Regions from separate parts of the Mus musculus genome. Here all the other regions are linked to region 1. Evidence: chromatin contacts called from public ChIA-PET, HiChIP or PLAC-seq, Micro-C and promoter capture Hi-C data. All regions are on one chromosome and are shown on one strand. Each heading gives the region's core, a stretch centred on a gene start, on an enhancer-like site or on the middle of the called end of the contact. The rest is flanking DNA. Distances are from core to core; before and after follow the strand shown.

What was found. Promoter capture Hi-C pulls out the DNA fragments that hold promoters and counts their contacts. A called contact is a pair of places that touch in the nucleus more often than the background predicts. ChIA-PET counts read pairs in DNA pulled down with a chosen protein or histone mark. HiChIP or PLAC-seq counts read pairs in DNA pulled down with a chosen protein or histone mark. Capture Hi-C pulls out chosen DNA fragments and counts their contacts.
Region 2: a Micro-C map of embryonic stem cells shows a contact between it and region 1, with 5 times the contacts expected there. The contact joins the promoter of Npepps here to the promoter of Cdk12 in region 1. A contact is called at or near these places in 1 of 484 Hi-C or Micro-C datasets (embryonic stem cells) and 3 of 115 datasets of contacts at active chromatin or transcription factors (astrocytes, embryonic stem cells and microglia).
Region 3: a Micro-C map of embryonic stem cells shows a contact between it and region 1, with 7 times the contacts expected there. The contact joins the promoter of Top2a here to the promoter of Cdk12 in region 1. A contact is called at or near these places in 4 of 39 promoter capture datasets (the C10 cell line, embryonic stem cells, liver and 1 more), 4 of 484 Hi-C or Micro-C datasets (all in embryonic stem cells) and 2 of 115 datasets of contacts at active chromatin or transcription factors (embryonic stem cells and stem cell-derived neural progenitor cells).
Region 4: a promoter capture Hi-C map of pancreatic islet shows a contact between it and region 1. The contact joins the promoter of Cdc6 here to the promoter of Cdk12 in region 1. A contact is called at or near these places in 2 of 39 promoter capture datasets (liver and pre-B cells), 1 of 484 Hi-C or Micro-C datasets (embryonic stem cells) and 1 of 9 other capture datasets (pancreatic islet).
Region 5: a promoter capture Hi-C map of pre-B cells shows a contact between it and region 1, with 7 times the contacts expected there. The contact joins the promoter of Rapgefl1 here to the promoter of Cdk12 in region 1. A contact is called at or near these places in 6 of 39 promoter capture datasets (the C10 cell line, cranial neural crest, liver and 1 more).
Region 6: an RNA polymerase II ChIA-PET map of memory CD8 T cells shows a contact between it and region 1, with 5 read pairs. The contact joins the promoter of Casc3 here to the promoter of Cdk12 in region 1. A contact is called at or near these places in 4 of 39 promoter capture datasets (the HPC-7 cell line, cranial neural crest, liver and 1 more), 1 of 484 Hi-C or Micro-C datasets (CD4 T cells) and 3 of 115 datasets of contacts at active chromatin or transcription factors (bone marrow-derived macrophages, large pre-B cells and memory CD8 T cells).
Region 7: an H3K4me3 HiChIP or PLAC-seq map of embryonic stem cells shows a contact between it and region 1, with 7 times the contacts expected there. The contact joins the promoter of Epop here to the promoter of Cdk12 in region 1. A contact is called at or near these places in 3 of 115 datasets of contacts at active chromatin or transcription factors (embryonic stem cells, memory CD8 T cells and pancreatic cancer cells).

The regions. Positions count from the first base shown.
Region 1 is chr11:98,200,870-98,204,959 of GRCm38.p6, forward strand. Cdk12 (cyclin-dependent kinase 12) reads left to right here and starts at 2,436. Exons shown (of 14, transcript NM_001109626.1): 1 at 2,436-3,541. The coding sequence starts at 2,499. Gm38963 (a long non-coding RNA gene) reads right to left here and starts at 1,761. Exons shown (of 4, transcript XR_880193.2): 1 at 1,662-1,761.
Region 2 is chr11:97,278,353-97,282,442 of GRCm38.p6, forward strand. Npepps (aminopeptidase puromycin sensitive) reads right to left here and starts at 2,224. Exons shown (of 23, transcript NM_008942.3): 1 at 1,849-2,224. The coding sequence starts at 2,106. It overlaps Gm11592 (a long non-coding RNA gene), which reads left to right and starts at 2,342. Exons shown (of 3, transcript XR_001780313.2): 1 at 2,342-2,789.
Region 3 is chr11:99,021,767-99,025,856 of GRCm38.p6, forward strand. Top2a (topoisomerase (DNA) II alpha) reads right to left here and starts at 2,423. Exons shown (of 36, transcript NM_011623.2): 1 at 2,280-2,423; 2 at 1,074-1,226; 3 at 574-664; 4 at 1-8. The coding sequence starts at 2,300.
Region 4 is chr11:98,905,449-98,909,538 of GRCm38.p6, forward strand. It overlaps Cdc6 (cell division cycle 6), which reads left to right and starts at 2,353. Exons shown (of 12, transcript NM_001025779.2): 1 at 2,353-2,533; 2 at 3,189-3,382. The coding sequence starts at 3,202. Wipf2 (WAS/WASL interacting protein family, member 2) reads left to right here. Exons shown (of 8, transcript NM_197940.2): 8 at 1-130. RefSeq lists an enhancer at 1-1,193.
Region 5 is chr11:98,835,053-98,839,142 of GRCm38.p6, forward strand. It overlaps Rapgefl1 (Rap guanine nucleotide exchange factor (GEF)-like 1), which reads left to right and starts at 1,733. Exons shown (of 15, transcript NM_001080925.1): 1 at 1,733-2,621. The coding sequence starts at 2,102.
Region 6 is chr11:98,807,741-98,811,830 of GRCm38.p6, forward strand. Casc3 (cancer susceptibility candidate 3) reads left to right here and starts at 2,068. Exons shown (of 14, transcript NM_138660.2): 1 at 2,068-2,351; 2 at 2,719-2,746; 3 at 3,158-3,195. The coding sequence starts at 2,124. It overlaps Gm12359 (predicted gene 12359), which reads right to left and starts at 2,349. Exons shown (of 3, transcript NR_033551.1): 1 at 1,936-2,349. Msl1 (male specific lethal 1) reads left to right here. Exons shown (of 9, transcript NM_028722.3): 9 at 1-119.
Region 7 is chr11:97,627,553-97,631,642 of GRCm38.p6, forward strand. Epop (elongin BC and polycomb repressive complex 2 associated protein) reads right to left here and starts at 2,164. Exons shown (of 1, transcript NM_175332.3): 1 at 1-2,164. The coding sequence starts at 1,729. The coding sequence ends at 620.

The DNA of each region.
Region 1 (4,090 bases), core at 1,186-3,685:
GAGCACCCAACCAGTCCTCTTAACCGCCCAGCCAGCTCCATGGCTCTACAAGAACTGTCTCCCCAGGCCTGTTAAGTTCCTAGCTGTATAATCTGAACAGCAACTTTCTGACCTGCTTTGTAGTGGAATTTGTAGGCAAGGGACTGTCGACCCAGAGCTCTGACGCCTACCCTGGAGGCCCTGCAGACCAAGCAATTGAAGCATGCCTGGAATCATTGAGTTCACAATTTTTTTGCAACATAAAGCAATTCATTTTTTTCCCCATTTTATTATCGAGAGTTTGTGTAGCCCTGGTTGTCCTGGAACTCACTCTGTAAGCCAGGCTGGCCCTGAACTCATTAATCTGTCTGCCTCCCAAGTGCTAAGATTAAAGGTGTGCCACCACTGCCCCGCTCAAGAGCATTTTTTATTCTCACAGACACTCTTCTCACTGGTTGTGAAAATTCACAGAGTTTACAAATTTTGTCTTCAAATTTTTGACAGTCCCACATGCCATCACTCGCCTATTAAACTCCTGTGTGGTGTTTTGATGCTTAGGCATCAAATGTGAGCTCCAGGCTAACTGGAGAACTTCTCTGAGAGAGTAGGCAAGATGAGGGAAGAAAAGGAAAAAGGAAAAGGAAGGAAAAATGAAAATTTGGACATAAGATGTCCTAGGGTAGAATTTTTGTTTTGTTTTTCGAGTCAGGGTTTCTCTGTATAGCCTTGGCTATCCTGGAACTCACTTTGTAGACCAGGCTGGCCTTGAACTCAGAAATCCGCCTACCTCTGCCTACCTTGCCTCTCAAGTGCTGGGATTAAAGGCGTGTGGCAACGACCAGCTTAGAATCTTATCCACCCTAAAATGTAGTATAAAAGAAATACTTCCAGAGCCTGGCGGTAGTGGTACACAGAAACCGTCTCGAAAAGCCAAAAAAAAAAAAAAGAAATAAAAAGAAAAATACTTCCAGGAGACGTTACAACTGGCACTTCCTGAAGGTAGTGCACATAGGCTTAGACACGTTTTTTTCCCCGAGTCTCATTGTCTTCTCTGTTTGTAGAAACTGGACGTTTGTTATGGTAAAACATCCCAGCAGTCGAGAAACGGCTGAGGCTGAATAGCCACAACTGGGAGTCCAGCCTGGGTTACTAAGAACGTGCTGTAAGACATCCTGACATTTCCCCCAACTTTGGCACTCTAACCTTTCTACTGACTAGCCCCCCTGAATCCGGGAGTCCTTGCCTGTAAATTCGCAATGAGGACAGTGTCCCATGGGTGTGAGGGCAGAGAAAATGAATGCAAAACGCCTAAACTCAGCAAATTCCGCAGTACCAAGCGTTGTTTGCACATTCAGACTTAAAGCAGGGCGGTGGTGGTGCGTGCTCCATGCCCTTAATCGCAGCACTCCGGAGGCAGAGGCAGGCGGATTTCTGAGTTCGAGGCCAGCCTGGTCTACAGAGTGAGTTCCAGGACAGCCAAGGCTACTCAGAGAAACCCTGTCTCAGAAACCCAAGCCCTACCAGAATCCCCAATATTCAAACTTGCGCTGTAATGTCCCCAATGTTCACTTGTCCCTTGTTTTTTTTTTTTTTTTTAAACCCTATTAAATCAAAAGACTTCTTACAAGCTGTGCTAAGACCCATCCCCACCGGAACCTGGGGATATTTAATCAAAGAATTACCATTTAGGTTTAAATTTTAAAGGTAATCTCCGCAACTTCCGCTCCTATAAAGCCCCCCAAAAGGGGGAGTTGGAAAAGTATCGCGAGAATCTAACGGGCTGCGTTTGCGGCTTGGGTCCCGTTCTCGCGTTTTCTGGTGAAGGAATGTGTCGAGGTGAAAAGGGAAGCGCCAAGTATCGCGGGAGTCCAGCGGAGTCTCGCGATACTTGCGGCATTCGCCCCTCCCCCTCCCCCTCTAGTGCCGTTTCGGTTTAATCTAGTGTGTGAGTGAGTCTGGGCGAGGGAGTGAGATGTGGCTGTGAGGTGTCGGTGTGAGGCGGAGGCTAGCGAAGGGGGCTCCCTCAGGCACGAGGGACAAAGGGGGGGAGCTGAGGCAACCTAGGCCGCGGAGGCCTGGCGACAGGAAGCCAGCCGCCCCGAGCCGGGCGACCGGGTAGGGGAAGGGCCTGCGTAGTCCTCCCGGGGCTCCAGAGCCGCCGTCGGCCCCACAGGCTCCGGCGGACGCCTTCCTACTTCCTTGAGCGCCAGGGCTCGCGGGCCCGAATATCGGCTCGGCGGGGGTGGGCGGCCGTGAGGGGCGGACTCGAGCAGCTCCCGGCGTCGCGCTCCTCCCGTGCCGAGGAACTCTTGGTTTCTTCCCTCTCTCCTTCACCCCCCACCTCATGTAGGAGGGCGCTGAGGCGGCGAGAGGGAGGAGGAGCCTCGCCTGCGGTCCCTGCCCTCCCCACCCCCGTCTAGGGGCTCTTCGGGGGGCGTGGAGTCGGGGCTGGGGGGGAGGGTGGGGCTTTTTGGAGCGCCGGGGAACTTTTTCCCCTGCTTCAGGCCCGGGGAAAGGGAATGCCCAATTCCGAGAGACATGGGGGCAAGAAGGACGGGAGCGGAGGAGCTTCTGGAACTTCGCAGCCGTCATCGGGAGGTGGCAGCTCCAACAGCAGGGAGCGTCACCGCTTGGTGTCGAAGCACAAGCGGCATAAGTCCAAGCACTCCAAAGACGTGGGGCTGGTGACCCCCGAAGCGGCATCTTTGGGTACCATAATCAAACCACTGGTGGAGTACGATGACATCAGCTCTGATTCAGACACCTTCTCCGATGACACGGCCTTCAAATCAGACCGGAGGGAGAACGAGGAACGTCGGGGAACGGATCGGAGCGATCGCCTGCACCGACATCGTCACCACCAGCACCGGCGGTCCCGAGACTTGCTAAAAACTAAACAGACGGAAAAGGAAAAAAATCAGGAAGTCTCCAAATCTGGATCTATGAAGGACCGGGTATCGGGCAGTTCCAAACGGTCCGTGGAGGGGAGTGATGATTATGGGAAGGCCCAGCTATCCAAAAGCGGCAGCAAGGAATCCAGGTCGTCCAAAATGCACAAGGAGAAGACCCGCAAAGAGCGAGAGTTAAAGTCTGGATACAAGGACCGGAGTAAAAGTCATCGGAAAAGGGAAACACCCAAAAGTTACAAAACCGTGGCTAGCCCTAAACGGAGATCCAGGAGTCCCCATAGGAAATGGTCTGACAGTTCCAAGCAAGATGACAGCCCTTCCGGAGCTTCTTATGGCCAAGACTACGATCTTAGCCCCCCAAGGTCTCACACTTCTAGCAACTATGACTCCTACAAGAAGAGTCCTGGAAGTACCTCAAGAAGGCAGTCAATCAGCCCACCTTACAAAGAGCCTTCTGCTTACCAGTCCAGCACTCGGTCACCCAGTCCTTACAGCCGACGACAGAGGTCTGTGAGTCCCTATAGCCGGAGACGGTCCTCCAGCTATGAAAGGAGCGGCTCTTACAGCGGGAGATCACCCAGCCCCTATGGCCGAAGGCGATCAAGCAGCCCTTTCCTGAGCAAGAGGTCTCTGAGTCGGAGTCCACTCCCCAGGTGAGCTGTTGTCTGTCCTTCCTAAGGTAGGGTCGGTTGGGAGGAATTGAAAATGAGTCTTTAACATTTTGTTAAAGCTTTCAGTGTTCTTCTTTGACAAGTCATTTAGGTAAGTTTGGCTTTCCCCTCGCCCAATTGAGAAGTAAACATTCCAAGTGCCTCCAACTATTCAAGCAAGGTAGGTAAGGTACTTTGCAGTAATGGAGAACTTTCAGCTGTGAGAACTTGCTTCTACCTAGCGGGTGCATAGTCTTCAGAACTCGTTTAGCTGTTTGTTGCTTTGTCTTAAAATTTTGTAAGTCGTGTTGATACCAGTGCTTAAACTTTATTGGAACTCACAAGAGAATTTTAAGAAGTTACAAATTTTCGTTTCTACTGTTTGCATAAGTTATCGTAATCAATTTTGTCTACCATGTTCCCAAGTCTATAGTTATCACTGTTTTACTTCTGAAAAGTCCTGTCTTTTAACTGTTAAGTGAAAATTAAGATAACGAGAGTACTTTTTGATAGAGTTTAGCAAAAAGTGATTGAGATTTGTTTACAGTACCA
Region 2 (4,090 bases), core at 974-3,473, 920 kb before region 1:
TTGTGCTTCCGCAAAGGCAGAAACCAATCTTCCACATATTATCATCTCCTTTTGTTTGTTTTGTTTTGTTTTTCAAAACAGATTTTTCTGTGTAGGTAGCTCTGGCTGACCTGGAACTCACTCTATAGTCCAGGCTGGCCTGGAACTCAGAAATCCACCTGCCTCTGCCTCCCAAGTGCTGGGAATAAAGATGTGCCCTCCAACTTGTTTCCAGCTCTTCAGAGAAGTAGGAAGAGGTAAACGTGATTACTATGGAAACTAAGCAGCCTGAGTTAGAACCCGAGATCCCATAGTGAAAGGGTAAGAGACAGAGAGTATACATACCATAGCTCCCACGCACCCCCACCCACTCACACACAAACACACTTTTAGAGGGGGGGCGGGGCGGGGGAACATGTTGCTGCTTGTTGTTCTAACATGTCCATAAACCTCAATAACCTGTAAGCAAATCTGTACTGCTTTTTCCTCAATGTCTTCACTCAGTGCGCACACCTTCCAGATTTATTAACTCGGGCCAGCTTCCTTAAAGTTAGTGTTTTCTCATAATTCAAACTCATCCCAAGTGTAGGCCCTTTCTCCAAAGGTCACAAGGCACTCTGCTGTGGACAGTGATGCTGCCAGCATCTAAGGCTGGCAAAGCCAATGTTCCAAATCTAAAAGCATACTTTTAAGTTCTGTACTTTTACACAGATTTTCAAACTCGAGTATCATACTTTCTCGGCTTTCAAATCACTCAAATTCTAGTCTACGTTTCTCTCATTTCATTGCAACACACACCCTCCCTCATCTTTTTGGTTGAGGCCTACTGGCCTGGCTTCCTCCACCACTCGTGTTCCCCAACCCCTAGCTGGGGTAGGAAAAGAAACGGAACCAATTCTATTTCCACCACTCCTGTCACAGATAGCTATCAAACAGCTCCCAATTTTCATTTCCGATCTCACGTAACACATCATACCCATGGTTATTTATCGTAACCGTTTGAGACCTCTGTGAGCCATCTATATGGATGGTCTCCGAAATCAAACAATACTGCCAGATAATGCTTCGGGGAGGAGGGAGGAGCGTATGATTCACCAAAAAAACTGCAAAGAAGAGTAATGGAATATTTTCACCAGTGGCAGGCTAAGACTGAGAGCTTTCTTTCAGAAGAGGGGACTGCTAAGCAACCGCCACTGAAGCAATAAATCCACCAGCTTCACAGGTTGCGAGAGCAAGGCGGATAGGAGAAGAGGAGCTAGGGTCCTCCGCGGCTTCTCTGGAGGTTAGGGGAGAACAAAGTCACTGCTGCACTGTCATTTGAGGGGAAGGGGGAGGGGGCGGATCATCCTGGAAACCCGGCCCCTGGGCAGGATCAGGCCGGGAGAACTCGGTGAGGCTGCCTGGGATTAACATTCTCGCTCCACTCCCCCCTGCCCCCAACCTTCTAGACTCGCCCCTCCTCGCTCTCAAGTGCCTGATGACCGCCCCTTCCAACCTATCCCCGGCGGAGTAAAGGGACGACCAGGAAAGAACGCAGTCCGCAGGGGTGCCACCGAGCAGGCAGTCCTAGCCCCTTCTAGTTCCCCAGCCCCCACCCAGCCTCTCCCGGAGCTCGGGGCCCGGAAGGCGGGGACCAGGGGCGCTGCACACAGGTGTGCTGGCCCCCCGAGGGGCGCACCGCCCGCAGACTCCCGCAGCGCGGTCCCCGCCCGGCCGGCCGGCTCGAGGGGCGCGCCGCACCCGCCTCCCGCTCGGTCCCGCGGCCCACGCGCCCAACCCGCCCCGGCCTCCAACCCAGCCCGCGGGCGCGGCCTAACTGCTCGCCCGCCCGCCCGCTGCTCGCCCCCCGGCGCCCGAGGGTCGCAGTACCTGGGCGGCGGCCTCCAGCTTGCCCTCGAAGGTGAAGTCCAGCAAATCGGGCTTGAGGCAGAGGCTGTAGTTGATGGGCGACACCTCGGCGGGCAGCCGCTCGAAGGGCCGCTTCTCCGGCATCGCGGCGAGGCCCAGGCTGTGGAGGCGGCGGCGGCGGCGAGAGGAGCGGCTGAGGAGGAGAAGGAGGGGAGGAGGCGGAGGGCCGAGGAGGAGCAGGCGGCGAGCGAGGGAGGGGACGGCGGCTGCCAGCCACATTCACCGGGCGCGGGCGACCGCCTGCCGAGAGCCGCCGGGGAGGCTGGGGCGGGGGACAGACCCAGCGGGTGCCTGGGCCGGGCGGGCGGGCGGGCGGCGGTGCGGGCGGGCTGCCTACGGGGAAGGGGGCGGAGGGGAGGGCAGGGGAGGAGGGCGGGGAGGGAGGCGGCGGCGGCTGCGTGCGCGACCCCGCGGGGCGGGCGCGACCCCGCTGAGGGCGCGCGCCGAGGGCGGGGCGGGGCGGCGAGGCCGCGGTCGGCGAACGGGGAAGGCGAGAGGAGGCGCTTGGCGCTGCACCTGTCGTCGGCCGGTGGCAGGAAAGAGCCACGAAGGGCATGGAGGAGCTCTGTGGAAAATGGAAGCCTACGCAGCGGTCAAGTCAGCGCGGGGGGGTAGGGGACGCGTGGAAAGAGCCATTCCACCTCAGCGGTGTGAGCCCGACCTGAGGCTTTTTTTTTTCCCTAGGAAATAGCCAGTTGAAGGGATGATCTGAAAACAGTTTTCCGAGGAAACACTTAGTTATTCAAGGTCGCTCCAACCAGTGAAATCTAGACCTTTTAGGAGAGTGGTTTCAAAGACTAGAAATACAGGATCCCACGATTTCATATTTAAAACAAGATGCTTCATTGCTGGGCACGGAGGCTGAGGCAGGACGATCATCATGGGCCAGCCTGGACTACAGAGTGAGTTCCAGAATGGTCTGGGCACACAGTAAGATTTTGATTAAGAAAACACAGATGATAATAATGATCAACTGTCTGTTTCCGGATTTTTCCCTTCCTGTGGTGCTAGGCTTTGAACTCAAAGCCTCTACACAGGCTGGGCAAGCGCCATGCCACTGAGCCACACCCCCACGCCCCTTGTTTTTGTTTCTGCTTTTTTAACTGAAAAGACCCTTTACCAGTTGTGACTTCTGTAAAAGTATCCTAACTGTGGCTCCCTCCATTCTGTAGTTATCTCTAAGACCTATGTTTAAATCAAGGCAAAAATATTCCTAAAAGCGTATTTCTTTTATAGAAACTTGTAAGGTAGAGTCAAAACTAAACAAGCACTGTCCTACAGACATGACACTGTGAGCCACTAGATAGAATTAAAACAACAGAAGTTATTGCACCTCATCTCCCTAGCCCAATATATTCAGATTATAATTTCATCATGTAATGCATTTTAAAGATGCTAATGAGGTGCCTGGCAGTGGTGGTACTGGCTTCTGGAGGCAGAGGCAGGCAGATCTCTCTGAGTTTGAGGCCAGCCTTCACTACAGAGTGAGTTCTAGGACAGCCAGGGCAACACATGGCTAATGCCTACTGTATTGGGCAGCACAGTTGTGGATCCTCAACCTGCCCTGCTTTCCTCCAAAAATCCTACGTGCTTTTTAGAAACACAGATGCAATTCTTAAAGAGACGGGCCTTTAATATGTCTGGAATACTTGCTAACACTTTACACGTTCATTTTATCTCTCAGACGCTCTGTGAGGTGGACCCCCAACCTGTTTTATATATGCAAAAACAGGCACATAGAAAGATCATGACTTGCTCTAGACCTGTGTACAGCTAATAATTGGTGGAGCTGGAATTGAGACCCAGTTGTTTCTGGTTTTCTCCTTGAGAACATTATAAACAGCTTCCTTCATAATTCTGCCAGTTTGGTTTATTCTAATCCAACTGTGTATGATCTCCTCAAAATGTTTGCATTTAAAAAAAAAAAAAAAAACAAAAGGCTTCCTCCTGTCAAAGCAAAATTGATTTATAACCATCTAAGGCTGCCTATGAGCTGTTTACCCTTTAACATCAATTCTACAGTCTAACTCGATTACTGTCTAGCCCTCACAGATTGCTAATTTGCTCAGGAATGAGTGTTTCAGTGGCCTGCTCATCCGTTTTTGTGAAATGTGCGCCCCTCCCTTCCCTCACCTTGCCAGGAAGAGTTCCATTGCAGAACTCCACCCTGCTCTAGCCCTTTCCGATTAGCTCCGGAACTCTG
Region 3 (4,090 bases), core at 1,173-3,672, 820 kb after region 1:
AGCATTAACTGTAAGAAAATAAAATATACACTTAGAAGACATTAAAGTGCTTTAAAACACATTAGATTCACAAGTAACAAAAAAAAAATGCCATTAACAAGGCCTTAGTTTACAGCAGTCTTTATTGAGACAGAACCACAAGCATTTCATGCTGACTTTGAACTTGCTACATGGCAAAGAACAACCTTGAGCTCTTGATCTTCCTGCATCTATCTCCTCAGCATTGGAATTAACACCTTGCTGGCTTATTATAGCAACTTCTGTTCACAGTACTATTTCCAGAGAAAAAGTGAATTTTCTGGACTTTATTGGACTGCTTCTTTCTTTTTCTTTTTTCTTTTTGAGGTAGGGTCTAACTGCCCCAGAACTCATTATGTAGATCAAGCCGACTTTCAATCCAGACATTTACCCACCTGTGCAGGGATTAAAGGTGTGAGCTGCCGCGTGCAGCCCGACTGTCTCACTTCTGACCACTAACTACTTGAAATGACAGCAGCTATGTCTACAGAAGGTTTGCTATGAATGATACCTAGGACTTAACCAGTAGATCTTTATATCAAAATATTTACTTACCTAGAATCTCATCAAAGATTTTATACAAACCAGGAACAAAAGTGACTTCCCTGTAGTTAATGCCAACATCTTCATCGTAAACCCACATTTGCTAGAAAAGGCAAAGAAAGTTATTTTTATCTCTCTATCTATCTATTTATTGTTTTGTCATTAACACTCTTAGCCTTTTCTTTTTTGAGACAGTGTCTCACTATGTAGCACTGACTGGCCAGAAACTGGCTACACAGACCAGGCTGGCCTCAGAGATCCACCTGCCTCTGACTCCTGAGTGTTGGGATCAAAGGCGTGCACCAACACAACCAGGAGTGGTCTTCTAGAATGTTGAAACACACACACACACACACACACATACACACACACACACACACACACACGCCTGCAGTATATACATGAATGATGGATCAGTTCCAATGACAGTAAATAAGTAAAAAAAAAAAAAAAAATCCTGACAAAGTATGCCATGACAATAAAGCAAGCGCACTTTGCTAGTTTGGTTTTACCTGGGTCACTAACTCCACAGAGCCAATGTAGGTATCTGGGCGGAGCAGTATATGTTCCAGTTGTGTTTTTTTCTGATAGATTCTTTCAATAGACAATCTTTTCTTGCCATCTTCATTCTTCTTTTTGTTCATTAGCATATTTTCATTTACAGGCTAGCCATTAGGGGAATTAAAAATAAACTTAATTTTAGCCACAAGTTTATCAGAAGTGGTCAACAAAATATCTGCAACAATGATAAAGTCCATACACTCTATCACCATCTATCCCCTGCTTGTAGGTACTGGTAGAGTTTACATAGTTTTGAACGAACAAGTCAATTAAAATCCTTGTGATTAGGTTCTGTGGTTTGAGTATTCGTGATGCTGGGGATGGAACCCAAGGTCCCCCCACCCCCCCTTGCATGCACATGCTAGGCAAATGCTCTGACCACTGAGCAAAATTCCCAGACCATTTTTTTCACCCCCTGTTGCTGTTTTTGAGAGTCCCATTAAATAGCTTAAGGCATCCTCTTGCCTCAGTCTCTGGAGCAGCTGCCATTTCAGGCCTGCCCCACTAGGTCTGGCTACAGATGCCCGTTTAAATAGGTATTTTAGTTCTGCAAGTATGGACATTTCTGCCTTGAGTAATATTTTTTATGTCATCGATAAACTACACTCAACTTCTTCCATCTAATGGGAAAATATTTAGTGAGTGCCGACATAGGCTCGTGCCGATTACAGATGGTATCCACCCGTAGCAGTTGGGATGCTAGCAATGCAAACCCTTGGCTACATTCACATCCCGAAACTGGACTTTTTTTGAGCCACTCGGTCGGCCAGCTCCTCAATGGGAACTGCCATGCTCTGCACCTTCCGTGATGAGTTATTCAAATCACCCAGGGAAGGGAAGAGGGCCACTGAATTCGAGTATAAGCCGGCTGGAAGTCACACAGAAGCCATTAGACTACAGACCGATCGCAGGACTAGTTGAACCTGCTCCCACAAACAATAAAAACACAACACTCAAGAACCCAGATTAGATTATAGATATCATTTCGGAAAGAGCTTCACCCAGTCCACGACCCCTCAAGGCCCAGAAGATGGGGCTGACCGGATCCAGCCGGTCGCCGGCCAGCGCTCGGCCCTGGAACCTCAACTCTCGCCGTCAGCCATGAACGCAGAGGCCACGTAAAGGCTCTACTACCCGGCCCCATCCGCGAGCTGTACCTGCAGCGGTGACAACTCCATGGTGACGGTCCTGAAGAGGCTCGAGAATCCGGAAAGCGACAAAACCAGCGGGAAACGCTAGGCGACCCGCGACGCGCGACGCGGGACCTGGACGCTCCCCTCACAGACGCTTGTCGGTTAGGAGAGCTTCCCTAGTTTCATTTGAACCTTTATCTAGCCCGCCCAAATCAGAGGAACCAATCACCGACTCGCTCTCATTGGCTCTGTTTGCAGTAACCAATCGTAGATCGTCTTTTATTCGAACAAAAGACCGCCTTTTCGAATAAACCAATTAGGTAAAAGAAGGCGGGAGAATCTTCAAAATGGACCAATAGCAATTGTTGGTGGTACTGACAGAAAATCTGACCAATGAGGAAGGTCCATGTGCTCTGAGAGACACTCTGAAGAGAGGGAAGGCATTTTGGAAGTGCAAAGTGGTTGACTAAGCCGTCCTTCTGAATATAACTAGAAAACGGATGCTCATTCTTTATTTCAGATCTGTTGAGATTACAGAGTCTTAATCCTGCGATGAGTTTTCCTTTTTTTTTCCTGACCGAGGAAACAACGCCATCCCTCCCTCAAGGCTGGCCAAGGCAGCGGTTCTCAGCCTGTGGGTCGTGACTCTTGGGGGTCGCATATCAGATAGTTTACCTTACAACTCATAACAGCAGCAAAAAAATTACAGTTATGAAGTAGCAATGGAATAATTATGGTAGCAGGGCATCACAACATGAGACGCTATGTTGAAGGGTCGCAACCTTAGGAAGTTGAGAAGCGCTGAGTTAATGCTGGCAAAGTTCTGGCAAGTTCTTCTGCTTGCGGTCTTAGGCTGCCACACACGAAGAGTATAGAGATGCCAGCAAAATCGCGAGCAGCACTAACACTCCCTGTGGATCACCCCTGATACAAAGATTCATTCATGCTTCTTCAGTGGAGCTGAGAGGCCCTCATGAGACGGGAACTTCTCCCTCAGTCAGCTGCTGAGGGAATCTACAAGAGCTCTTTATATTTGCCCTCTATGCATAATGCAGTCTAGAGCACCGTTCAATTTGACATAAGAGGTGGGGGCTTGGTGGGTTCTCGATGGAGGAAGCTTCAATTTCCTGTGCTAAAAGTAAAAATGGTAGATATAAACTGGTTATGTGTGACGACACCACCCCTTTAATCCCAGCACTTGGGAGGCAGAAGCAGGTGGATCTTGGAGTTTATGGCCAGCCTGGTCTACAGAGCAGGTTCCAGAGCAGCCAGGGCTACACAGAGAAACCCTTTCTCTAACCCCACCACCACCCTCAAAAAAATCGCTATTATCAGCAAGGAATTTCTTAAATTTAAACATTTTTCCTTTCCAAAAGGCGCCCAAGATCAACCATTATTAAATAACTTCACGTGTCCAACAACAACCCTGCTGGCAAAGTGAAAGAGAAGGCCAATGAAGAAATGTGGCCTGGCTGGTGGGAAAACCAAAGGAGTAGAGTTTTAACCTTGTTCTGATCCTGTCTTCAGTGTTTTTAGCCTTGTCCTGTGTGTTAATAAAGGAGGGTGACTTCAATGCTTAGGGCCACTAGGGACTCAGCAATTAAGACCTTTTTTTTGGTGTTTTTTTTTTTGGGGGGGGGGAGGGGGCAGGTTGTTTCGAGACAGGGTTCCTCTGTGTAGTCCTGGCAGTCCTGGAACTCACTTTGTAGACCAGGCTGGCCTCGAACTCAGAAATCTGCCTGCCTCTGCCTCCTAAGTGCTGGATTAAAGGCGTGTGCCACCACTGCCCGGCCTAGGACTCCACTGCCCGGCCTAGGACTTCTGTCCAGTCAGAA
Region 4 (4,090 bases), core at 1,103-3,602, 700 kb after region 1:
TGACACCACGGACGCCCAGTCTGATCTGTTTTTGCACATAATTAAATGTATTCTTCTACGTTTATGGCTTTGAGATTTAAAAGACTGTGTATGTGCTTTCCAACCATAAAAATCATTCCTGCACACAGTGGACATGAGCCTGACAGAGTGTCCTTTTCATCCTTTTGTTTGACAAGCATTGGTTGTGGACTTGGTGGCAGGAATCTACACAGGAAGATAGGACTGAGACCTGGGCTGTGCCTTCAAAGCCCATAGGCAAGGTCAGAGTCGGCAGGAGGAAGCTATGCAGGATATCGAAAGACTTTAGGAGGGGCTGACCAGGAAGGAACCTGAGTACAAAGGTACAGAGATGAACTGATGTGTGTATGCGGTTGCTGGAGCAGAAGCCTCCTGCAGATAACCTTTTACCGTTCAGCCCCAGTCTTCTGCCTGCATAGCCTCATTCACTCTGCAGACTTCTCTTGAGCTGATGCTTGTTTGTTTGTTTGTTTGTTTGTTTGTTTAAACCTGGTGAATGCATTTCTAGGCTGCAATATGCACATTAAATACAACTTCCCTGCTCCCTCCCCTGTAACTCAGGTAGGTCCTGAGCTACCATCTCCTAAGCTGACTGGACCTATGTTGCTATTTCCAACGACGGTGTGTGGGTAGGTTTTAGGTCCTCAAGTTACAAAGATGTGAGCCAGGGAGGTGCTCTCCGGTTCCACTGCCCTGGGAGAAACAGCATCCAAGCTGAAAACCTCCCTTCCGTGGCCTGTTCTCCATCTACCACGGCAGCTCGTTTTCTTCTGGAGTCAGTGCTTAGCTGCTCGAAAACCTTCACAGAGTGGACCCCTTCACCATCTTGACCTGTTTAGAACCCAACTCTCTTTAATCCTCCATAATTAGGTAGTCAAGAGTTTAGTTTTCTGTCAGACTATTTAAAATGCAAATATCAGCTCTTACAATTAGTTATAAAAACTTCCTAGGGAGCCGGGCGGTGATGGCACACGCCTTTAATCCCAGCACTTGGGATTTCTGAGTTCAAGGCCAGCCTGGTCTACAAAGTGAGTTCCAGGACAGCCAGGGCTATAGAGAAACCCTGTCTCGAAAAATAAACAAACCAAACAAAACCAAAAACCTTCCTCGGGTGCTTATAAAGACTAATTAAGGTGATAGAGGTAAAATAACGAGCTCAGACCCACACACTTACGTTGGCTCTTCCCAGCTATTTGAAATGAGAGGTAACTGGCGATTGTGCTGTTGTGCTCCTACTTGTAGCTTTGTGTCTGTTTTATTTGGTATCAGACAATAAAAGATATATCCTATAGCCAGGTGTGGTGGCGCACACCTTTAATCTCAGCACTTGGGAGGCAGACCCAGACAGATCTCTTGAGTTTAAGGCCAGCCTAGTCTACGTAGTTCCAAGACAGCCAGAGCTACAAATAAAAAGTCTCAGAAAACAATAACAACCAAAACAAAACAAACCAAGAACAAAATCCCATAGACTTTACCATTACCTAGAATTGGGCTCTGGTCTTTAGAAGAACCCGAGTAACCTTGGAGCCTGACCTGCCTGCAAATGGCTGCTCTAGTTACATTTTTCATTAAATGCTCAGCTTGCCTTGCCGATAACTCTTTTCCTTGGGTCCCAGACCCTAGTGCTTGGCCATAAGAGATTTTCAAATTAAAGAGACATAATTTTACTCCCTATGATGTGTAGCTAGATGGATGTTAAGGCAGCACTTGGAATGTATGACCTTGAAATTATACGTTTGGTGTTGCACTTGTTTCTCACTGAGCAAGCGCAAGTCAACAAATAGTGAGATGATGTCAGTTTGCTTAGATAGGTCTAGAACTTGCCCCCCCGCCCCCCAAAAAAATACCCTGGTTCGAGTTATCAGCTCCTCCCCACAGAAAATTCTGTGACCTTATACATTCATTTGCTTCATGCCATACAGGACCGCCCCCCAAAAAGTAGGCCTTGTAGCCCTCTTAAAATCTAGCCCACCAGAATAATGAAAATAGGGATGTTTGGCAGATAAGATGAGCAAAGGTAGCCCAGTAGAATGAGGACGTTAGGCAACGGTGGGGAGGCTGGGTGGAGGACAAAGTAGAAATAAAAATACGGAAGTAGATGTGCGTAGAGGCAAAAAAAAAAAAAAAAAAAAAAAAACTACACTTCCCGCCAGGCTTTACGGCGTGACGCGCTCGTAAACGCGCGCCTTTCCTCCGAGGTCTCAAAAGTTAACGCCCTCCCGGGCGAGTGGGTGTGACTTCGTGGTGGTCGCTGAGACCTGGGGCTGTCCTATTGGCTGCCGGCCGTCACCGGCGAAGGCGTGGTGATGAGTGACAACTAATCAGAAGCCTGGCTGGACTTTGGCGGGAGACGAGAAGGCTGAAGTAGAGCGGCTTTGGCGCGAGTTGACTTTGCAGCTGCTGTAGAATTTGTGGCGGGAGAGTTTTTACGGTGGTGATCGAGACGCGAGGAGTGTGCACTGAGCGACACGGCCCTGAAGAGTGCAAAGCTCCGCGAGGTCTGGTGTCCAGAGAGGTGAGGCTGGTCCGAGCAAGGCCGGTGGAGAGCGGGAAATCGCCTGGGGTCTGAGGCTGGGTCAGGGAGGGGGTTGTGAGCTCTAGAAGCGGTTCGAGCACGCCGCGTTGGGAAGGAGAGAGCTGCTGGGAGGAAACGGTGTAGGGTGGGGTCGGGAGTTTGGTGGAGTGCTGGCTAGTTTTGAGCAGAGGACGCAGCTGCCCTTGCCCAGGACTTGGGAGAGCCTAAAGGTGACGGTCTGGAACCAAACCAGTGCTAAAGACGTCTCACATGTCTGCAGGGAAGGAGCTAAAGTATTATAGAAATAAATGGAGACAGACTTCTGGCATCATACAAGTGTAAGAACTTGGCTTCTGGTCCCAGGGTGCCCAGGGTGATAGCCGTGTGTTTCTGTGACTATCTCTTTAAGAGAGGGCTAATAGTGTCTACATTTGACGTATGGTAAGACTGTAGTGTGTAATATGTGTATAACGGAATGTTACACGTACTAGGCAGACAGACGTTACCCTTTATTACATAGATTTGCATGGGAAGCACAACTAAATGTTAAAAATGCTATGTTAACGTGATTTATGGAGTGCTGGTCCCCAATATAATTATTTATATTGCTCTGTGTGTTTTTCTCTTTGCTCTCCTGATTTTCCTTTGTATCCAGTTGTGTGGCCATCATGCCTCAAACCAGATCCCAGACACAAGCTACCATCGGTTTTCCGAAAAAGAAGCTATCTAATACCCTGAAGAAACCCAATTCCCGGGATTGTGAAGTAAAACTTAGAAACGTCCAGCCTGTACCCACCACTCCGTGTGTGGACGTAAAACTTCTGCCTCTCAGTCCCCGAAAACGTCTGGGTAAGCCCTCCGCTTTGTGAGTGCGACTTTGTGACTGAGCTCTCAGCCTTTCCTGCCTTGATGCTGAGGTGCCTGGCTCTTAAAACCAGAGCTGTATTTGCCTTCATAATGGCTGCCAAGTGTGTACCGAATTTCACGGTTGAGCCGTACACTAGAGATCATTTGCTAAGGAACCTAGGTTTGATCTTCATTTCCTTAGTTCTGTCCTTTACATTTCCCTTGAAGTTATAGTGTTATGGAACTCGCCTGCGTGCTTGTGAAATTAAGAGGAAACAAATAACCCGGGAGGTGGTGAGCTTGCTTTTAATCCCAGCACTCAGAAGGCAGAGGCAGGTGGGTCTCTTGAGTTTGGGGCCAACCTGGTCCACAGAGTGAGTTTCAGGCCAGCCTGGGTTAACCCAGAGAACTCCTGTCTTGAGAAAGAAAAATTTGATGAGATTCTTAATATTTTTTTAATTTTTGCTATCAAATAGTACTTGACAGCCATTTCCGGTTTTCGATGTGTTTGGTGTTTTTGGAGAAATGATCTCTAACTCAGGCTGGCCTGGAACTCGCTTTTGTAGCCCAGGATTGCCTCAGACTTGAGGTCCTTCCCGCGCTACCACGCATACTGTGTGTGGTAATGTTGCAGCTGCTTGGATGTTAGGGGTTGAACCCAAGACCTTATATGTGCTAGGAAGTGCTGTACCACCGGCCCTACGTGCCCAG
Region 5 (4,090 bases), core at 483-2,982, 630 kb after region 1:
TCAAGGATTTGCAATTGCCAGATCTTCTTACAGCTGCAGTTGACCTAGAGCAGTGATTTCCAACACTGGCTGTTTGAATCACCTGGGGAGCTTTCTAAACTAACAGAGACCTTGGGCCTGCCACAGGATCCCATAATGGATCTAGGGTGTGACCTGGACATCAGCAATTCCAAAAAGCTCCCATGCGGTTTCAGTGTGTAGCCAGAACGGAAGCCACTGCTGCTCCAGGAGGACCACAAATTAATGCTTCCTTTGCTTCTGATTCAAGGTCTTGAATGTAGTGACTGCCACTTTCTGTAACTGGAAGGGTCTAGAGTCCGATTCCCCAAGCATTTAGTTTCTAGAAGTCTCTCGGTCCCTTTTTATTTCCAGCTCCCACACCCTTCACACTCCCCAATTTTTCACCCTTCCTAACCGACAATCCCAAATCCTGCCCAGAGAAGAGGTTACCAAGGCAACCGGCTTAATCTGGTAACTGTGGCATGTGCAGAAGAGAAGCCCTCCCCTCTTCTTGGTTCCTAAAAGGTTACCTGGGGAGCTCTAAGCCACTCTGGCCAGTTCCTACTTCCAACCTTAAGAGAGGCCGAGTGTCCAATTAAGGCTGTCCAGGAAACCAATGCTCAGATCCAGCTTCATAGCAAAATCGGAGCTTTTTTTTTTCTTTTTCTTTTTCTTTTTCTTTTTTTTTTTTTTTTTGTTCCCTCTCCAAATCCCCAGATGGGTGTGCAGAGCTTTATTTCTGTGAACACATGCTCTAGCACACATGGAACTGAGTTTGCACCGACAGCAACACAAGTGTAGTACACACCCTGTCAGTTTCACCACTCCCAGCTCTTAGCATTCCTGTCCATCCATGCCTTGCTGAGGCACAGTAAACAGGGGTGGGACTTTGCCCAAGGAACACCAGCCCACCAGGAACCCGGTGCCACTCCTTCACCATGTATACCAAGCCTGGATGTGTTCACACTGTCTCTACAGCCCCATCCTAGTGGAGTGTACCCTGGGAGACAGAATGCTCTGGCGTAGCCACCAGGAGTAAGGGCAATATTTCTCCCATTCTATGGCTATATACACTAATGTGCTAGGTGATGGATGATAGTTGGCAGTTTGGGGACTTACACATCTCTTCAGTCTTGCTTCCCTTCGCTACCACCTGGGCTAAGATGCCCTTGTGCTTTTGGTCGTCTCTTTCAGTCTACTATCTCTTTTCACCCCAATTAGACCTGCCACAACCTGCTGGCCTCTGCCTGGCTCTTTCCTACTTGCCAGTACTTGCCTTACAGGGCGGCCCTGCACCACCCCCTAAACCCTATCAGAAAGGAATATGGGTACCGCCCCCAGTGCCAATACCAGTTTACCCAAGACGCCGTCCCAGCCCTTCTCAACAGGTGGAAGATAATGACCAAATAAAATTGTGGGAAAGATGCAAAGAGTTCAGCAGTCTTTATAAGCCTCACCTGTGCACAGGTAGGCGTGCCAAGGTCAAACATATGCCCTGGTTATTTGAAATGCTCAAAAGAGACCCGGTAATCAAGAGCCAGGAGTCCTCTGCTTTGGTAGATCTCTCCCTCGCCTTTGCCCTTCTGCGACTGTCAGAAACCCAAGTCCTAATTTTCCTCGCGGTCAGCGCCAGAGCCCAAGTTCAAGCCTCGCGCGGCCGGGCGGGGGCGGGCCTAAGCAGGGTAGGGGCGGGGACTGGAGGAGGGGGCGCGGTCTCAATTCTGCCACCTTCCCCGGGGCCAGGAGCGCAGCCGCCGCCGCGTCCTCAGCCTTGCGCTCCGCCCGCTGCCTCTGTCGCCTCAGCCCGGCCCCGGAGCGCTGAGACGGGGACACCAGCCCCTCAGCCTGCCAACCCTTCGGCCGCAGCCGGCATGGGGGGCCGCTGAGAGCGAGCTCCTCTTCCCTCTGGCACCTCCCCCGGCCACTGGCCACTGGACTCTGGCCAGCGAGGCTCGGCCACCTCTCGCTCGCAGTCCGACGCCTGGCACGGCCCTCGGCTCTGCTCCCCCGGCTCTGAGCATCGTGTCCCCGCCTCCCCCCGCCCGCGCCTGGGACACCTGGGTCCCCCGGCGGCCCCTAAGAGAGGGGCGGGGGGGGGGGCATGAAGCCACTGGAGAAATTTTTGAAGAAGCAGACGTCTCAGCTGGCGGGGCGAGCGGTGACTGGAGGTCCCGGCGGGGGTCCGGGTTGCTGCGGAGGGCCTGGAGGGGGTGGGGGCCCTGGTGGGGGCGGCGGTCCGGCCGGGGGACTGCGGCCACTGCAGCGGCGTCAGAGCGTGTCTCGCCTGCTGCTCCCAGCTTTCCTCCGAGAGCCCCCAACCGAGCCCGGGCTGGAGCCGCCCGTTGAGGAGGAAGGGGGAGAGCCATTAGGGGTCTCTGAGGAGCCGGGCAGTGGGGGGCCCTGTTGGCTGCAGCTAGAGGAGGTTCCCGGGCCTGGGCCGATAGGATCTGGGGTGCCCCTGCGCTCTCCTTCCTCGTACTCCTCAGATGAGCTATCCCCCGGCGAACCCCTGGCTTCACCACCCTGGGCCCCCCTGGGCGCCCCCGAGCGGCCAGAGCATCTTCTGAACCGGGTTCTGGAGCGCCTGGCTGGAGGGACCACCAGGGACAGCAGCGCCTCAGGTAAGCCTGCTCATCCATCCCAGAGCAAGAGAGCACGGGGTTGGGGGTGGGAGGTGAGGGATTGGCCCGGGGGATGCTCCCTGATTGTTTTTTCTTGTCCTCAGTGTTGGTGTAGAGGATGAGGGGAAGCCCGAAGTAATGTAGGGGAAGGGGCATGGTAATGCGCACCCACCTTCCTCCCCACATTAGCTTCATTCTAGGGGAAGAAGGGAAACCATCTCTCTCCTTCAACTACCCTCCCTCTCTCTCGGCTATTTAAGCCAGTCTCCCACGAGCCCTTGATACTGCCTACCTCCTCCCACGCCCCTAAATTAGGGCCTGACACCCTAAGGTGGACGCTTTCCCGCTGAGGTTGTACGCTGCCCTCCAGACCATAGCTGAGGCCTGAAAACCGCTGACAGGAGTCCCTGGCTGTGTAGGAGCGCCTCACTTGGTGGGGCCATGTGGATAGTCACAGAACTCGGCTGCTTTTATTGGGGATGAATTCGAAGGTCTCTAAGGGAAGATACCAGGAGACTGCAGCATCCAGAAGGCTTTGGGCCTCCGTAGCACCCACCCTTCCCATGCCATGCCTCAGCAGAGGGCCTTTTTTAAAAAAATAATAACCACACCCTGAGAAGCCTGAGATGATGCCATTTCACCCACTATGAGAATGCCAGCACCCTATTAAAGGGCTTCTGAGGAACGTAGGCCCCCACATCGCTAGTTGGAATAGATGTAGAGATATCAGGGTCTTTAGATCTAACTAGGCACTCCACTAAACCCAGAAGGGGCTTAGGGTTGAGAGACCAAGCTTGAGACCCTAAAGAGGAGGGTGTTAGGAGTTACCCTTCCTTCTCTGCAAGGCATTCTGGCTCTAGGAGTGGAGTGTCACCCTCTACTCCATTTTTGTCCTGAAGGTCGGGGTCCCCTCTTTTGGCTCAGGCTGCAGTTGCCCTGGGGAGCTGACACCTTTTGGATTTAATTAGAAAAATATCAGACACACACAGCTCTCTTAACCATAACTTCCCGCCTACACCACACACCCTGTGTCTCTATGACACATTCCCCAGGGAGGCTGTGCGTTGGACCGGAGCCTACTTTGGAAGAAACAGATGCCAAACTGGAGCCCCCGTATCAGCATCTCTCCACTCTGCCCGCGTTCCTTGTCCTTTACTCCCATTTTAACATTCACACTCTAGTGAGAGAAAGATGCGAGGAAGGATGTCAGGCCTCTTTATGCCGAGGCCCCAAACCTGGAGCTGGGCGTGAGGGCTGGGGACCCTTCTGACTGACTCTCAGAACATAGCTGGGTAGCTGGGTAGAAAGGGAAAGAGAGGCTGTCCAGTTTGGACAGCGGATTGTCCAGTTTCCCCTGGGTTAAGACTCCCCATTTGTCACCCATATTATCTGGCCCGACAGGCTAAATCTCCAGAGTAACTAGTTTGGGAATCCTCCCCATTTAAACTGCCACTCCAATATTTTTAATA
Region 6 (4,090 bases), core at 818-3,317, 610 kb after region 1:
TCGTTGTCTGTGCTGTAATTCATACTTTTGATACCATTTCTGATGTGTAAAGTCGGCTGTCTTGTAAATATCTTATAAAGAGTTCAATTGTAAATAAACTATTGTGGCCGTTAACTTTTGAACTTTTGCCTCATTTTATTAGATTTGTTGGGAAACATTATATCTGCTTGTATATATGAAAGAATGGGAAAGAATCTTCATATTAACCCAAGTGAAATAGAGAAATACATCACCGCCCTTCTAATCAGGGGCTCATCCATTGTGTCAGACTCTAGCGTGTGTCTGTATGTTCCTTTGTCCTGAGCCCTTCCTTACACATAAATGGCAAATTACAAAGCTTGTAGGCAAGACTTTATAGGTCACCTACTCAGTGTTTGATACATGATTTTCCCTGGATATCAGTCCAGATAAATGAAGTCCAGATCCGCTTGACCACAGTGTCTTCCTACACACATCTTCTGTATGCTTGAAAACCCTCATTGTAACTTGAAAGCACTGGCTCTTGTTTTGTGACTACAATGATATAGAAAGATCAATCTCTTAGCTCCTTACTTCTCTAATAAGACTCATGTGGGACCCCAGACCATCTGTCTATTCATGCTAAACATTGACCGTTTCTCACAACTGTTTCTCAGGAGGACTGCTATCCCAAGCACCCACACAGCCAGGAGAGCCCCAGGTTCAAGATCAGCCTAGCTTCCATGAGACCCTGTCTCAAAAAACAAAAGAAAGTAGGATCCAGAGCAGGATTACAGGTATTGTCCCCTCATAGCCTGCATCTGGGGAGGCTGAAGCTGGTGGGTCCCGAGTGATGAAAAGGCTAGCTTGAGGTCATAGATTTTCTTAAAAAAAAAAAAAAAAAAGAAAAAAGAAAAAAAACATCCCAAGCTGGATTCCGACCAAACAACTAAAGGACAAAGTGGCATGCTATCCTTGTCCTTATTTAGACACTCAACTTGGCAGTCTTGCTGCACCATTTTAGATTGTGATGGATAAGATTCTTATGCCTTTCACACTTATTAAATCATGCATCCTCCATTTTGAGTTCAGGCAGTTGTTTCTGGAGCTGAACTCCATGATACATTTGGCCACCTGTCACCAGTTGAATCAGTCCCTGCAGACAGTCATGATTCCTTGGAGTCTCATACTGTTTATAGATCTGGTAAGCAGTGGGGACCTTTAGCTATTTATGAAAACAGCTCAGAGTCCTCTTAACTCATCTATTTGATGTATATTAACAATATGCAGTAATAAATTAGCTTACAAACTATATGTTGCTGCAAGGTAGTTGTGCTGAGTTTTCTTTCACTGCTGATAAATGCATACCCAAAGCATTCTCTGTAGAGTAACAATGCACCAGGATTTGAAACTAATACCTCGAGACATTGAAGGGGCAGAGAGGGTCCAAAACTAGCCTCTTAACTAGTCAAGGGTGATCCAGCTCTGATGTTTTAAAAGCATAGTAAGACTAGTGTCCTTCCAACCTTCAGTTCTCAAAATGAGATAACTAGGTTAGGAAGACACATGGAGAAAGGAGATTTTGAATACACCCAGGAAACACCGCAATACTAAGTTCTGTCCCCACTGCAGTTTCTCCTTTCCCCTAAATTTAGACTGAGGTGAAGAGCTGGCAACTGACGCAGGACTAAAGGCTTTTTCACCTGGACTCGTGATTTTTAACCATGCGAAGGAATACAGTAAAATGTTCTGTATAGAATTCAGGGGAAAGCGAGCAATGGAAAACGAAAATCATGCAATTGCTCCAACGTCGCACTGGAGCTAGAAGAGCTCGAAACCCTCCCCAAGGAAAGTCCAAGATGGCCGAGCTAAGAACCCGAAGAGGATGCAATAGCCCCGCTCCCAGGCGCCCTCCGCCCGCCGGGGCTAGGGGTGTGGGGGTGTGGGGAAATAAAGCGCTAGGCCACGCCTCCTTACATCACCGACAGACGTCATCTCGCTCTCCAGAAAACGTGCCGCAGGGTGCAGGCCCCGCCCCGCGGAAAGAAGGGCGGCCCTCCCTGGACGTGAAGCACGCTGGGACTCCGGAGTCTCGAGCTTCCCGGCAGCCTCCGCGGCGGGCGTGGTGCGTAAGGAGCTGACCAGCGGTGGCCGTTCTCCGTAAGATGGCGGACCGGCGGCGGCAGCGCGCTTCCCAGGACACGGAGGACGAGGAATCCGGGGCTTCGGGTTCCGACAGCGGCTCTCCGGCGCGGGGCGGCGGCAGCTGCAGCGGGAGCGTCGGAGGCGGCGGCAGTGGCTCGCTGCCTTCTCAGCGCGGCGGCCGCGGCGGGGGCCTTCACCTGCGGCGGGTGGAGAGCGGGGGCGCCAAGAGCGCCGAGGAGTCTGAGTGTGTGAGTGAGCGGCGGGCGGTCCAGGGCGGCGACCCGGCAGGGGGCGGGCTGGAGATGCTGTGAGATGCCGGGCCTCCTCTTAGAGGGAAAGAAAGGTTGTCCCGCTGCGAATCTGCATCCACCCAGAGCCCCGGGGAAGGAGGACTGGGTGGTTTCTGAGCTCAGGGCGTGCAATGTTTACACGGAAACTGGGGCTGGGATGTAGAGAACCGCCATTCTCGATGTGACTTCTGAAGATTTATCTTGCCCCATATTCCTACCCAACCATCTGTGTTGATTCTTCAGTCGTCCCTCACGGTTATCTGCGGGTGGGCTCCCCGCGTCTGGAAATCACCAACTCTAACCTGTGTGATCTTCTTCCTCCCAGGAGAGTGAAGATGGCATGGAAGGAGATGGTGAGTAATTTTACTTTATCTTGAATTCTTGTGGATGTAAATTAAGGCCATGTATATCTTACACTGGGTCTTTCTCGGTTTGTTAGGGGTTTTTGGAGAGCGTTCCCCGGGAGTGGCGTTTGTGTCATGGTGATGATGAGCATGCTTGTTTGGTTTGGTTCCTTTTTGGAAGGTGACAGATTGAGTGCACTGTGGTGACTTAGAATAACACCTGACAACAGCATAGTTTTTCGTCAGTGTGGTCCCAAAGTTCTCCATCTGTCAACAGAAACTATAATTTTATCTGCCCCAGAAAGTTGCTGCGTCCACAAATTAAGTGAGGATGTTTGCCTGGCCCAAAACGAACTGTCAGAAATGTAGTAACAAACGTTTATGTTATTACATATCACATAATTTGTCTTTTCCTTTCAGCTGTTCTTTCCGATTATGAAAGTGCAGAAGATTCAGAAGTGAGTGTGATAGATTCTTTTTCCTTATGGCGTAAGTCAGAAAATGTCTCTTTAAAAAAACCTCTAGCTGTGTGGTACAAAAATTCCCTGACTTGCTTCTCTTATACATTCTTCTCGTGTGCTTTTAAAAGTCTGTTAGAAGTCTGGTGATGGTGGCACATGTCTTTAATTCCAGCCTTGCCCGGTTAATGACTGCAACTTGAAGCCACACCTCTTGAAGGGACAGGTTACACTTAGTTGATTTATTCTCAGTAAAGAAAGTGAGTTTGTGAGTCAGAGAATACGATGCTGAAATCCTTTACAAGGTGTTGGACAGGGTCCTTTATATGTCTGGATTGAGAAGACAGCCACTTGACTGGCTCCTCATGCATGCATGATTTTGAAATCTTGGAAGGACAGAATTCTGAATAGTTTGTGCAAAAACGCATCCTTCGTGGTGGTGCATGCCTTGAATCCCAGCAATTGGGAGGCAGAGGCAGGCAGATTTCCGAGTTCGAGGCCAGCCTGGTCTACAGAGTGAGTCCCAGGACAGCCAGGGCTATACAGAGAAGCCCTGTCTCGAAAAACAAAACAAAACAAACAAACAAACAAACAAACAAAAAAACTGCATCCTTTATTTTATAGCTAGAGTTTTTTGGTATCTGTGGTAATGTTTTCCAAATCAGAAAACATATTGTGAACTTTGTTTTGATTGGATGGTAGCTGTAGATACTGTCAGAATGACATTGTCATGGAGTTAGTTATTTTGTGCAGGATTGGTTGAACAGACTCGTGTTCTGTGTTTTAGAGATAGGTTGCATTCAGGAAGAAGCAGATGGTGGACCAAGGGTTTGGTTTGTGACTGTGCTTGTTGTATTATTTAGGTTGGGATTTCTTTGTTTTTTGATGCTGCAGG
Region 7 (4,090 bases), core at 914-3,413, 570 kb before region 1:
ATCCAACCTTCCGGCAAAGGGAAACTCCAAAACTGGACAAAAGGGTAAAGTCTGCTGGCTGGGACTGAAGATCTTGACAAGGGAAAATCACCTGAACTTGGGGAGGGGGAGGACTACGGAGAGAAAAGAGGGAGGTGTAAAGGGTTAAAGGTCTGGGCAGTGGGGGGTGGGGGATGCCCCCAGGGAGCTGTCAATCACCTTCAAACCCCAACCACAGCCCCCACACCGCTAAACTGACCCTCATTCAAACATGGAAACAACCGGTTTGTCCATCACCAAGGTCCGTCCCTCTGTCCCTTTCTTTTGGTCTTCGGGCCTTAGCCGCTGTGCTCCCCTGCGGTGAAGGCTCTGCCCGCCCGCAGGGAGGACGGAGATGGTCACTAAGCTTTCTGCAGGCTTTCCCGGACGCCAGTCCTTGGATCTTCCACAAAGATGAGTAGAAAGAGCATCAGCCGGACCTCTCGGGTGCTTGAAGATCACTGTCATTTGAGGTCCCGCGGGCCACAGCCCATAAAATGCAAAGCAAAGATCAGCCAAATTTCAGAATCGATGCTCCCTCCTGGAGCCCTCAGTCTGTCCGGGGAACCCAACTTGCCCCCGGGTAGAAGAGGTCCGACGCTCATAGTTCTTCCAAGTTGACCCACCAGGATTTGAGACCCGGGGGCTCAGGGACAGCGGGTCCTCCCATCTGCCACTTCCACAGCGGGTGGGCAGGCGGCGGCTTGGCGTCTCCCTGGAGGCGAAGCGAGGAAGCCGGCCCTAGGTCTCCGTTCTCTTCCACCACCAGAGCTGGGGGACAGGGGAAGCAGTCAAGGAGGCTGAAGGTGCTCGATGTAGGAAGCGTCGGGACGGGCCGCCGTGGCTGCACACTGGGCGGGGGCGGCGCTGGCCGCCGTCGTTTCTTGGCTGCTCCACGGGCTTTGGCCGCGGGCCGTTCGGGCCCTCGGCGCAAACTTGGAGTGTCCAGGGCGAACCCCTTCGCGTAACACCAAAGTTTCGAGCGGCGGATCAGGCGGTTGAAATGTTCCTGGCGGAGATCGCGGGGCGGGTCCGGTGCTGCGTCTGCCGTCGAGGGGCTGAGCGCGGGTGCCTCAGGCGCGGTCGGCGCAGGGTCTCCACCCCCTGGAGCCTCGGAGGCCGGCACAGGCTGCTCGGAAGGCGCAGGCTCCGGGGAGAGGCCCGCAGGTGGCGACGGAGGCGGGGAGCCGGGCTCAAGGGGCGGACTGCTAGCTGCATCAAGACCCCGGGCTGGCCTGGGCGGGGACCAGGCGGGGTTGGTCGGAGAGTCCTGAGGACGCAGGGGAGCAGGGCAGCGGCCCGGAGGTGCGCAGGAACCAGCGCCGAAGTGCGGGAAGCCGCCTCCGCCCTCTTCCTCCTCTCCACCGCCTGGGCACACCGCGACGTCTGCATCCTCGCGGGCCGGGGAGCTCACGTCGCTCGGCCGCCCGGCCTGTCCCCCGAGGTGCTTCAGGCCGTCCGCGGCCCAGCCTCCTGTGCATGGCGAGGCCGGGGGGCCCAGCAGCACCGGGGTCCGCGGCGCCAGCTCTCCAGGCCCCAGGCCCAGGGAGGACGGCCGGGGTTTGGCAAGGGCGCAGAAGGCGAGGGCACGCAGGCACAGTGGGGAGAACTCTGGGGTCCCCCGACGCGGCTTCAGGGGCGTAGGCGAGCAGGGAGACCCCCGCGGGGAAGCGGGCACTGCCAGGCGGGGAGGAGGACACAGAGTCTCCATGGAGCAGCCTTGGGGGTCGCCCACTGCGGGGGCCCTGGTCCCAACGGCGGGATACCCCGGCGGCCCGAAGAGCCTGCGGGCCAGGGGAACATCGCCCCCCGTCGACGGGGAGGTCTGTGCTCACGGGCGTCCGGGGCCCACCACCAAGAGCCCGCGGCGGCGCTCCGGCTCTCTCCTCGGTATCGTCACGCGGCCCTCGCCGCGGCCGGACTCCTGGGTCCCCGCGCGTCCCCGGTGCGATCGGTCGCGCTTCCTGCCGCCGCGTTCCCGGCGCAATGCCCGGCACGATCACCCCTCAACGCCGAGGCGGGGGCAAACAAAGCAGCCGGCGCTCGCCGCCGGCGGGAAGGACCCCGGCCCGGCGCCCGGTGCCCGGGCCCAGCGGCGGGGAGGGCGCCTTCCGCCCTCTCAGCTTCTTTCTTCCCCGCTGGCTCCGGAGACCGCGTTATAGAGAACTGCCCCCTCGCTGCCCCAATACCAGCGCCGCGGCTGCGAGCCCGCCTCTGATTGGGCGCTGCTGCTCTGACGTCACGTAGACCCCACCCCTCTGGCGGCACGGCCCCCGTCCCCATTCCGCACACAGACACACACACGTGGACCCGGAGCTGCTGGGCTGGAGGGCGGAGAGCAGGGACGCGTGGATCTAGGCGCGCGCGGGTGGAAGTGCGAGGGGCCAGACGCACGGCTCCTGGTGGCCTGTTGATGGCCTGGGATCGTTTTAGCTGGTCGCAGGTCCAGTCACTTGTTTACCCAGTAGAAGTCGCGGTTTTTCCGCATCTGTAAAATGGGAAAGTTTGTTTCAGCCCTTTGGAAGAAAATGGTGCTCCGTGAATTCAGAGAGACAAACTCAAAACCAACGTAGAGGAAAAAGATGAAGCCGAGCGTCGGTGGCTTAAGAGCTTGGTGTAGCAAGGAGTCGCTTGCTAAGAGTGTCCTGTGGTCTTTGCTCAGGGCCGGTAGAACAGGGGCCTGGCACTCGGGAACTCAAAAGCAAACAAAAACGCTTGTAGAGTGAATGATTAGGAATTCGCTATATATGTGCAAGATTCATAAAAGAAAAAAATAAATTTGGAGAAAGGGGAGCTTCGACACACCCACGGAAGACAATAAGCTGACTTTCTCTCCGTACTTGTTTCCTTTTCTTGGTGAAGTATGGAAGTGCCCCACATCTTAACGGAATTCCAACGCGCTGGCACCGTTGGGAGCCTCCAGATCCCAGGACTCGACCATCTGGATCCTGAGCGACCTGAATGGGTGGAAAAGACCAAAAACCTTACTCTCCATCCACAAACAAAAAGTGAATAATTTCCAGAACATGCTCTGATAATGTACACATCTCTCACATCTCTTCCCCTCTAGTTCCTACACAGCCTGCTCATTTGTGAAACTGGCTTGTTCCTTAGTGCTGACCTCTCCTCGGAGTCTAGAAAGAGCTGGTGCCCTGGCTGCACAGTCGAGCCCAGCGGCCAGTAGAGCATCCAGTCTTGATCACTGCTATATCCCTACTGCCCAAACGGCACAATAAACATTTGTGAGTCTTTGGGCTATTCATCGTCATCCTAAAATCAGGTTAGAAACAGCTGCTTTTCATCTGCAGAAGTACACGAGATTTATATGTTGGCTTGGACTAGGGGTAGGATGAGACTGAGGGATACAGATTTTTCTTCTGAGCCAGGGCAAAAGAAAGCTCTCCCTCCCTCGCTGATAGGGTCTCACCCACCATGTGGCCTGGAACTCCAGCGTCTGGCTTCACCCTCCCGAGTGCTACACTTAACATGTACAATCGCTTTTTCTGTACCAGGACAAATGATGCAGCTTGCATCCTCATCCTCCCAGCGGTGACAATAGACACACTGTTTTTCTAAATAACATCAAACAAGACCTGAGAAGAAAGGGATGGGAGGATGGGCCCCCCCCCCCCCCACACACACACCCTTTCCTTGGCAGAGACCCAAGGTAAAGCTTCAAAGTGGGACTTACTGATGAAGAGGGTTCAATATTCTGATCTCCCACTTCCCCTACCCCAGGTTTCCTCTAAGGAACAGCTGTCATGAAGTGGGTGGGTCCCTCTGGGGTCCTGCCAGGTCACATGTTTGAACTGGATCTAACCTCCAGGCTCCTTTGCCCATAGAGCCCTCACCCTACTTTAATCTCTCTCTCTCTATCTGGAAGACATTATAGAAGGTGGGTGATCTGCACTAGGGAGGGGGTTGGAAGCCTTAGCAGGATGTTTTTGGCTTAGAGAGAGAGACATCTAACTCCATGCTCTTCTCTAGGTTCTGTGACAGATGTCTGAGATCAGCCTTGGCCCACTGCAGGAGCTTGGCCTGGGAGGCTCCTTTCTCTTCCCCGTTTTCTGGT